Regions from separate parts of the Danio rerio genome. Here region 2 is linked to region 1. A link is a contact called in public Micro-C data. All regions are on one chromosome and are shown on one strand. The core of a region is the stretch at or near the end of the contact, and the rest is flanking DNA. Distances in the headings are between cores, read along the strand shown. Region 1 holds the start of mast4 (microtubule associated serine/threonine kinase family member 4). Region 2 holds the start of pcsk5a (proprotein convertase subtilisin/kexin type 5a).

Region 1 (3,739 bases), core at 899-3,398:
TCGATGCACGAAGTGCTGCTGGCTACCACATTAGTATATGCAGATCAGGCTCTAATGTTTTCTCACAAGAAGAAGGTTGTATAAATATGCAGCAGTTGGAATCTCTTCATGTAAACAGAAGTGTGGGAAGATAAGCTGCACTGTTTTTCAGAAGTCATTCTTCAGCACTTTAACACTAATAACACTGGCAAAAAGGTTGATCAGTCTGTGTTTCTCAAATGACTCATCCTTACTACCTGACCTGACGGTAAGTAAACATGTGATGACATGGCTTTGTGAATGACAACCATCTCGGGTATCTCATTGGTGTGACAAAGCCAAGTAATCCTCAGGCAAGCCAATTAGATGTCACTCCCGGTGAAAAAGATTAGCATATTAGAAACGCTGGACAAACCAGTCTAGAAGTACATGACAAAAGCTAACCTACTTTTCAAGTCAGACTAGGCAAACAAAGGTCACAGAATCTCTATTTTAATTTAAGAATCTATTATTTGAAACAGGCAAAGGGATCTTTTATGCTATTTGCAAACCAAATACTACATGTTCAACTGAATGAAACTGAAAACAAATTAATCAGCAAAAGAAAAACATCACACATGGACCTACGAATGACAGCTGAGGGAAAAAGCCAAATGTTAGAAACTCCCCTAAAGTGTCAATGAGATGTGCAATATTGCAGACACAAACAATATAAGCTTAACATTAAATTCACAACCCACTTTGGGGAATATTTCAGCATGAAAAAAGATAAACAACAAGAAAGGAGGTTACAGAATTGGTTGTGAAAAGAGGTAAAGTTGTTTTTATATTTGCACATTTGTTAATTTTTGAACAGTGACAACATGTGACACAGTGCTTATATTGTACTTTGAATATTCAGGCTGAAATTGCATGCAAGTATGACTTCAAAACAACATTAGCACTATTAAACTGACTGTGATCAATGTTGTACTTTGATCGCTATTGGCTGCTAATATGATTTCCCCCTTTAGAATTTGTAAAGAACACTCGAATTAAATTATATTTTTTTAAGGAGAAATCTGAAAGTACAAATATAAAGCCAACTTTACCTCTATGAAAAATCAATGGATGGATAGCAAGCCAAGAACGTCTATCCAGCTGCAAATCAATTTTTAATATTGTATAACTACCATTCTTATATCTATACCAAAATAATTTACAGTTCATCATTCACAATAAAACCAGATAGTAAACTAGTTTGTGTTGATGTTGATTTTAAGGGTATGCATGATATTAGATTGATTCATGCAACCACGAAATTAATTCTATAAATCAAACCATCTTCGCATTGGATAGCCTGGTGTAAATAATCAAGCAATAAAGTGTCAGTTTGCTCATTTTTAACTCATAAACTCTTGGATAACTTCAGAGTTGTAAATCCACATCTAATTAAATAAACAGATAACGTTATTTAGATAAAAGGTCTAATAAGTAAACTCTGATATGACTATCTGTCAGTCATGCATGTGTATTTATCTTTGTATATTTGTCAAACAGTTATGTTAAAACAGGTGAATAGAGCACCAATCATAATTCAGCGTGTGAATAATAACAATAGCTCAAACAACACACCTGCAGTCACAGTGAAGATCAAACATACAGCAACTGAATCCCTCTGTAGTGTTTAGTGATATTATAATCAAAAGATACTTTACCATTTCGTCCTCGTCCCCGTCATTTTCTCCTTCATCGTGACCACCCTGATTTATCGCTTTTATCTCGGCGCTGCATTCATCAGAATCAGTTCCTTTCATTTTTTCGTCAAGACCTACAAAATCTGAGGAGTGAGTAAATTCCTCAAAGCGTAATTCGGACTCATAGTGGTCTGCTCGCGTCTCGCCTTCTGACAGCGTGTCGGAGCCTGATGAATCTTCTCCGCCGCCTCCAAATGTTTTTGACTGCTCACTCTCCATTGCCCTGAAACATCAAGTTAATTGTCTAAAACTAATCACATGCTGAAGGACAGCTGATCTGAGCTCCAGCTGAGCGCCGGAAAGATCTCGCCTCACTGTACCGCTGTGATTACAACTGACTTTAATGTTTACGTCATAACATACAGGCATTTAAAGTGAAGTTTGTAGCGCAGCACTAAAGCGCGTCCTGCTCAACGCATCGCTGCAGTGTCTTTAACTTATAAACCTGCTCTCATTGGACATCCAAACTCCGCCTATCGGCCAATGAGAAAAGAGCGCGCTGGACAAGATTTCAACGGCGCACTCTTAACCCTTGAGACCTCAGAAAGCAAAGCATGTCCAAACATATGCTCCAAACATTTCATTAGACACCGACGAGTGTAGAGAAATTAAAATGACTGACCATGAAGTCGCATGAGTTTACTCCGGGTGCTCTGGTTTCCCTTACAGACCAAAGACATGTACAGGTGAATTGGGTAAGCTAAATTTTCCATAGTGTATGAGTGTGTGTGGATGTTTCCCAGAGATGGGTTGCGGCTGGAAGGGCGTCTGCTGCGTAAAAACGTGCGGGATAAGTTGGCGGTTAATTCCGCTGTGGCGACCCCGGATTAATAAAGGGTCTCAGCCGACAGGAAAATGAATGAATGATATTTGACTTACAGTTTTTATATTTACAATTATTAATAACCTATACATTAAAACACACATTACAGGCCTAGATAAAAAACACTTATAGAAAAATAAAAAAACAAGGCAAATAAGCAAACAAATAAATAACCTGGGGTTAAAATAATATAAAAAAACTATATTAATAATTTATAACTAAAATAATTCATACAAAAATTTGATTAAATATAAATAAAATTAATTTTTGTAGATGTTATCCGCTAGAATAAAAAGAGTTTTTAGTTTTTTAAAAGCCATTTTAAGGAAACAATTATTTGCCCCTTTAAGCTATATATATATATATTTTTTTTTTTTCGATAGAACAAACCATCCTTATACAATGACTTGCCTAATTACCCTATCCTGTCTAGATAACCTAATAAACCTAGTTAAGCCTTTAAATTTCATTGAAGCTGTATAATCTTAAGAATAATCTAGTCAAATATTATTTAATGTCATCATGGCAAAGATAAAATAGATCAGTGATTATAAATGAGTTATAGTAATAATTCTCTTTATATGTAATTGCTTTTTGCAAGGTTTTTTTCAAGTTTTGCAAACATTGCATGTCGTAGATTTTCTGTGTGTATTACACATTACACCATATTTTGGTATGTGGTTTATAAATAGCTTGTGCCCTGCAGTTGATTGCTGTTGTAAAATCTCAATAGCAAACCTCAAAAACATCTCAGATTATAGATCTCCACAGCACTGAAAAAACAAGTCTATTATAGGAGGGCAAATGAAACCCCCACATACGCGTTTAACATCAATAGCATGCACAATACACATTAAGTTATTTGGATTCACAAATAAAATATGAAAATATTGCAAAATCTTTTTAAACATTAAAAAAAAAGTAAAATGAGGTATTACATAAAAAACATACATCAAATAAATCTGCCAACATTGTGCACATTAAGTTCAAAGGATGTAAAATCTATGTACTGTGAGCTATTTAGTCAGTTTAATAGTTAGCTGACATACTTTACACACTAGATGGCGCTCATTTACAATAATTTGATCTAAAGGGTTTTTGACGTTCTATTGCAAAGTATATACAAAGCTAAATCAATATCTGTTCTATAGAGTTAAGCACAATTTTATCAAATGCTCTAGAAATCTGAATAGAAATCTCT
Region 2 (3,739 bases), core at 494-2,993, 150 kb after region 1:
GGTGAGAGACTACAGCCCTCTAGTGATTGTTCTCAGTTGTGCAGATCATCTTTCCAGATCTTTACCACTTCCTACCTGGCCAGTTCATCCCTGTTCAGTCTCCTAGACCTGGGACTCTCCAGCACAACCAAACTCCATCACCTGTTTGAACTGTACATTACCTAAACCCTGTTTTAATCTTGTTTGTCAATAGTAAATATGCAAGTACGTAAATCATAGGTCTTAAACTGTATTCCTGGAGGGCCGCAGCTCTGCACAGTTAATAATTCAAATTAAGATAATTCAAATTCAGATTGTTTTGGCATATTTTAAACTCCATATCATTTTGGTCACAAATTTATTTTACTTTACTTAATTTATTTTCGACTGAGTATTTCCCTTTTTTTTGTTGTAAAGTTTATTGTTTTTGGTTATAGTCCTCTATGTCTGTGTTTGTGTCTCTTGTTTGTCTTGTGCCTTGTCTCCATGTTCCCTGGTCCTGTCCAGCCGTTTAGTAATTATATAAATATAATTGTATGTGTTGTATCTGCTGGGGGGACTCATTCCCTGCAGAGTTTCTTCTTATTACCCTTCTTATAGGTGTTTCTTAATCTGAAGAACACATAAATTCCGCATCAAGACAATTTGCATCAAGACAATTTGCTGGCAGCTTTTGTTTATTAAGTCAATTTGTAGTTCTACATTTAATGTAAGTATTCTTCAGATTTTTTTGTATTTTTGCGCTGTGAAAGCCGAAGCAGAAAAATGTATGACATTACCACTTGTCAATAACTACTAAATTTCTTCATTCATCATAAAATCTAAAAGGATTTAGGTGATATACAGATTAAAAACTTGATTAATAATCACTCTAACAATATTGAAATTAGTTACTCTGAAGGCCATGTTAAATCTGTATCCCAGTCCTTTAATTCTGAACAAGTCTTTTTTTTTCTGTGTCAATGTGATGTGAAATTAAAAGTAGACAAATGCTTCAGCGTCTATATTAAGGCAGCTCTTTAAAACATGTTATAAAGACAGTCCTGTTTTTCCAGCTTTGCATGTTATGAGAATTTTATGCACACATACAAAAACTTGATCGCAAACAGGTATATGAGTGAGTAAATGGAAATGTTTTGAAAAAGATGTTGCAAATGCATAAGCCGGGACTTAATTCAGTTGAAAATTTACATTAAAAATATACTTATGCAAACAAACTGTATGTGTTTTAACAACTTGTGACAATTAAATATATACTGTGAAATATATAGTGTGAAAAAATGCAGTTATTTTCATAATGAGTAATTTCTCAATCTGACCACATGATGTTAGTGTAACACAATTAAGTTTTATTCTTTGATACTTATTTATATACATGGATAAAGCAAATGCATTTAAAAAGACATTTTAGGCTACCAGAAAATACAGTTTGCTACAGAAAATATAAAACCAACAGATGAACTTTGGGGGAAACATAAAATGAAAAGTCAGACAGGAATTTGAAAAAAAAGAACATTAAAATGAATGTAAACTTGATGTGAAACCGAGTAAAAGTAAACTACTAATACTACTGTAAACTACCTATAGTACTATTCAACATTGTATTTTACTTTAGTAATGTTATGAATGGGAGTGCTTTTAGCTTGTTAGCAAATATTCCCAGTGTTTCTTGTTTGCTGTATGAGCACAAAGTGCACCTGTAGAAATTGATAGGAGTGTAATTGGAGATGATTTGCCACAGGCAACAGATGCAGTGAAGCCAACACAGTTGAGTAGTCCTCTCACAGACAAACTAGGTGCTTTAGAAATTTTACTTGACAATCATTTATCACTTCAGTCTTGTAGATTATGTAAAGTCCTATTTAAATGATGAGAACTTTTCAATAAGGAGTGTTATCAGAGAAATATTTCTGCATGAAGCGGAGAACATATCCACCTGAAGATGACATCTACAATATTTTTTCCGTATGCACTCTTTTTTGGGATTGGGCTGCAATGTGTTCAAATGAGACTATACACAAACCGGTGGGCAGTCAAAATAACTGGAGGCCCTGAAGCTGCTGACCTTATTGCAGAAAAATATGGATTTGTGAATATGGGCCAGGTAAGTGTACAAAAATGTTTTCTAGTGAAAACACTTCATGTTTTACTCTCTAGTTGAAACTAAACTCTTTAACGATATAAGCTGGATATCATTTCACATGTATTCAACATTGTTTTTCCGCAATGCTTGTTTCCTTTATCAAAGTACTTATTGTGATGCTAAAAGATTTATAAAAATATATTATTCATTCAAATATGGAGATATGTGATGATACTGTGGTAATGGTGTCATGGTTTGGCTTATTGACATAGAAATTGCAAGGTTTCAAGAGGGTTCAATTTCTGCCAAGATAAAACTCCATAAACAAACTCACATTCCTATGAACATATGGTATGTGAACACAAACTTTTTTCTTTAAATTTAGTTTTCTCTTCAAATTAGTCTTTCATTTTTACAAAGCCCATGTCTCTGGGTCACTGGCTCTTCTATAATACATGTGTTTAACCATGCAAGACTGGGCTTCTAACCCTGATGGCATCTTATACCCTCCTACAGTTAGTTAACCAACTGACACATTTCTATTCTCCATATAACAGAGAATTGCAAACTGTCTGTACAAATTAATAGAGCTACTGTAAACATAAAAGACATAATTCAGTGACAAAGGAAATTCGTAGGATTTTTACATGGTATTCTGAATGAAGGACTATAAGCCAACTCTACTCTTGCTGTAAATTATATTGTAAAGGCACTGTGCAAAGTCAAAGTTTAAGGACAATGATATTTACATATTATTTTTATACTTAGAAGTAATACATGTTCAGCAAGAAAACTTCATAAAATGTAAAATGTTGCATTTCTATTTCAAAGTCAAAATTTCCTGCTTTGATAAATGTATTATCTCTCTGCATTTCACCCCAAAATTAAATGTGACTCAATATTTGCTTCTCCAAGCTGTTCCAAACTTGAAATTATTGTATTTCAAATGAGGGAAATTATTTTCTCCGTGAAACACAAATAAAGACAGTAGCTATATGAGCTCATTTTGTCCTATTTTTGAGAGTATACAATCAGAAATTGAGAACATAATCAACAGAAGAAGGCTCTAAGACAAATTAATGTTTAATTATTGAATTGGACAAATTCTGACTGAGGAAATAAGCTGGCCAGTTTGTTATTTGCCTCGGCGGCCATCTTTGAAACACCTCTAGGGCAGTATGCTCAGGCATTCTGTCTGAATGAAGGAACATCAAATTTTCCAAAACTGCATGCCAAGCTTACCATTGAATTTCATATTAGAAATCACCAATAAAATTAAACAACAACTGTGTCTTTAGTTTCATTTCTTAACATCTAAATCACACAAAATCTGCAAAAACTCATGTCTGGTCCAAACCTGAGTGAGGTACAAGTGACATGTCTTGTGTATTCTATAGTCTTTGCTATAGGCTACTGTCTTTTATTTAAACAAGTTTTAAACAGATTTATTATTGTTTTGGGTTTTTTTTTTTTAATGATGGATGATATATATTTTTAAAAAAGCTTTTTTTTATGTTTCTTTGTTCAACATTTATAATTAAAAATTCTAATCTAAATAAAATAAATTGTAGTTTCATTGCACACTTGTAAATAAACACTTTATGCTAAAACAGTATGGTAAGCACTTTTACAAAAATGTAGAAGATGATTTTGTTGCATAAGAAAGTGTGGTTATGA

What was found. A called contact is a pair of places that touch in the nucleus more often than the background predicts.
Region 2: a contact with region 1 is called in a Micro-C map of caudal fin, with 6 times the contacts expected there. The contact joins the promoter of pcsk5a here to the promoter of mast4 in region 1. A contact is called at or near these places in 4 of 18 Hi-C or Micro-C datasets (caudal fin, embryo, hematopoietic stem cells and 1 more).

What each region holds. Positions count from the first base shown.
Region 1 is chr5:60,426,249-60,429,987 of GRCz12tu, forward strand. mast4 (microtubule associated serine/threonine kinase family member 4) reads right to left here and starts at 2,149. Exons shown (of 29, transcript XM_073951462.1): 1 at 1,677-2,149. The coding sequence starts at 1,934. The region is part of intron 1 of LOC100535993 (leukemia inhibitory factor receptor); the gene reads left to right.
Region 2 is chr5:60,580,411-60,584,149 of GRCz12tu, forward strand. pcsk5a (proprotein convertase subtilisin/kexin type 5a) reads left to right here and starts at 1,744. Exons shown (of 37, transcript XM_021476634.3): 1 at 1,744-2,083. The coding sequence starts at 1,922.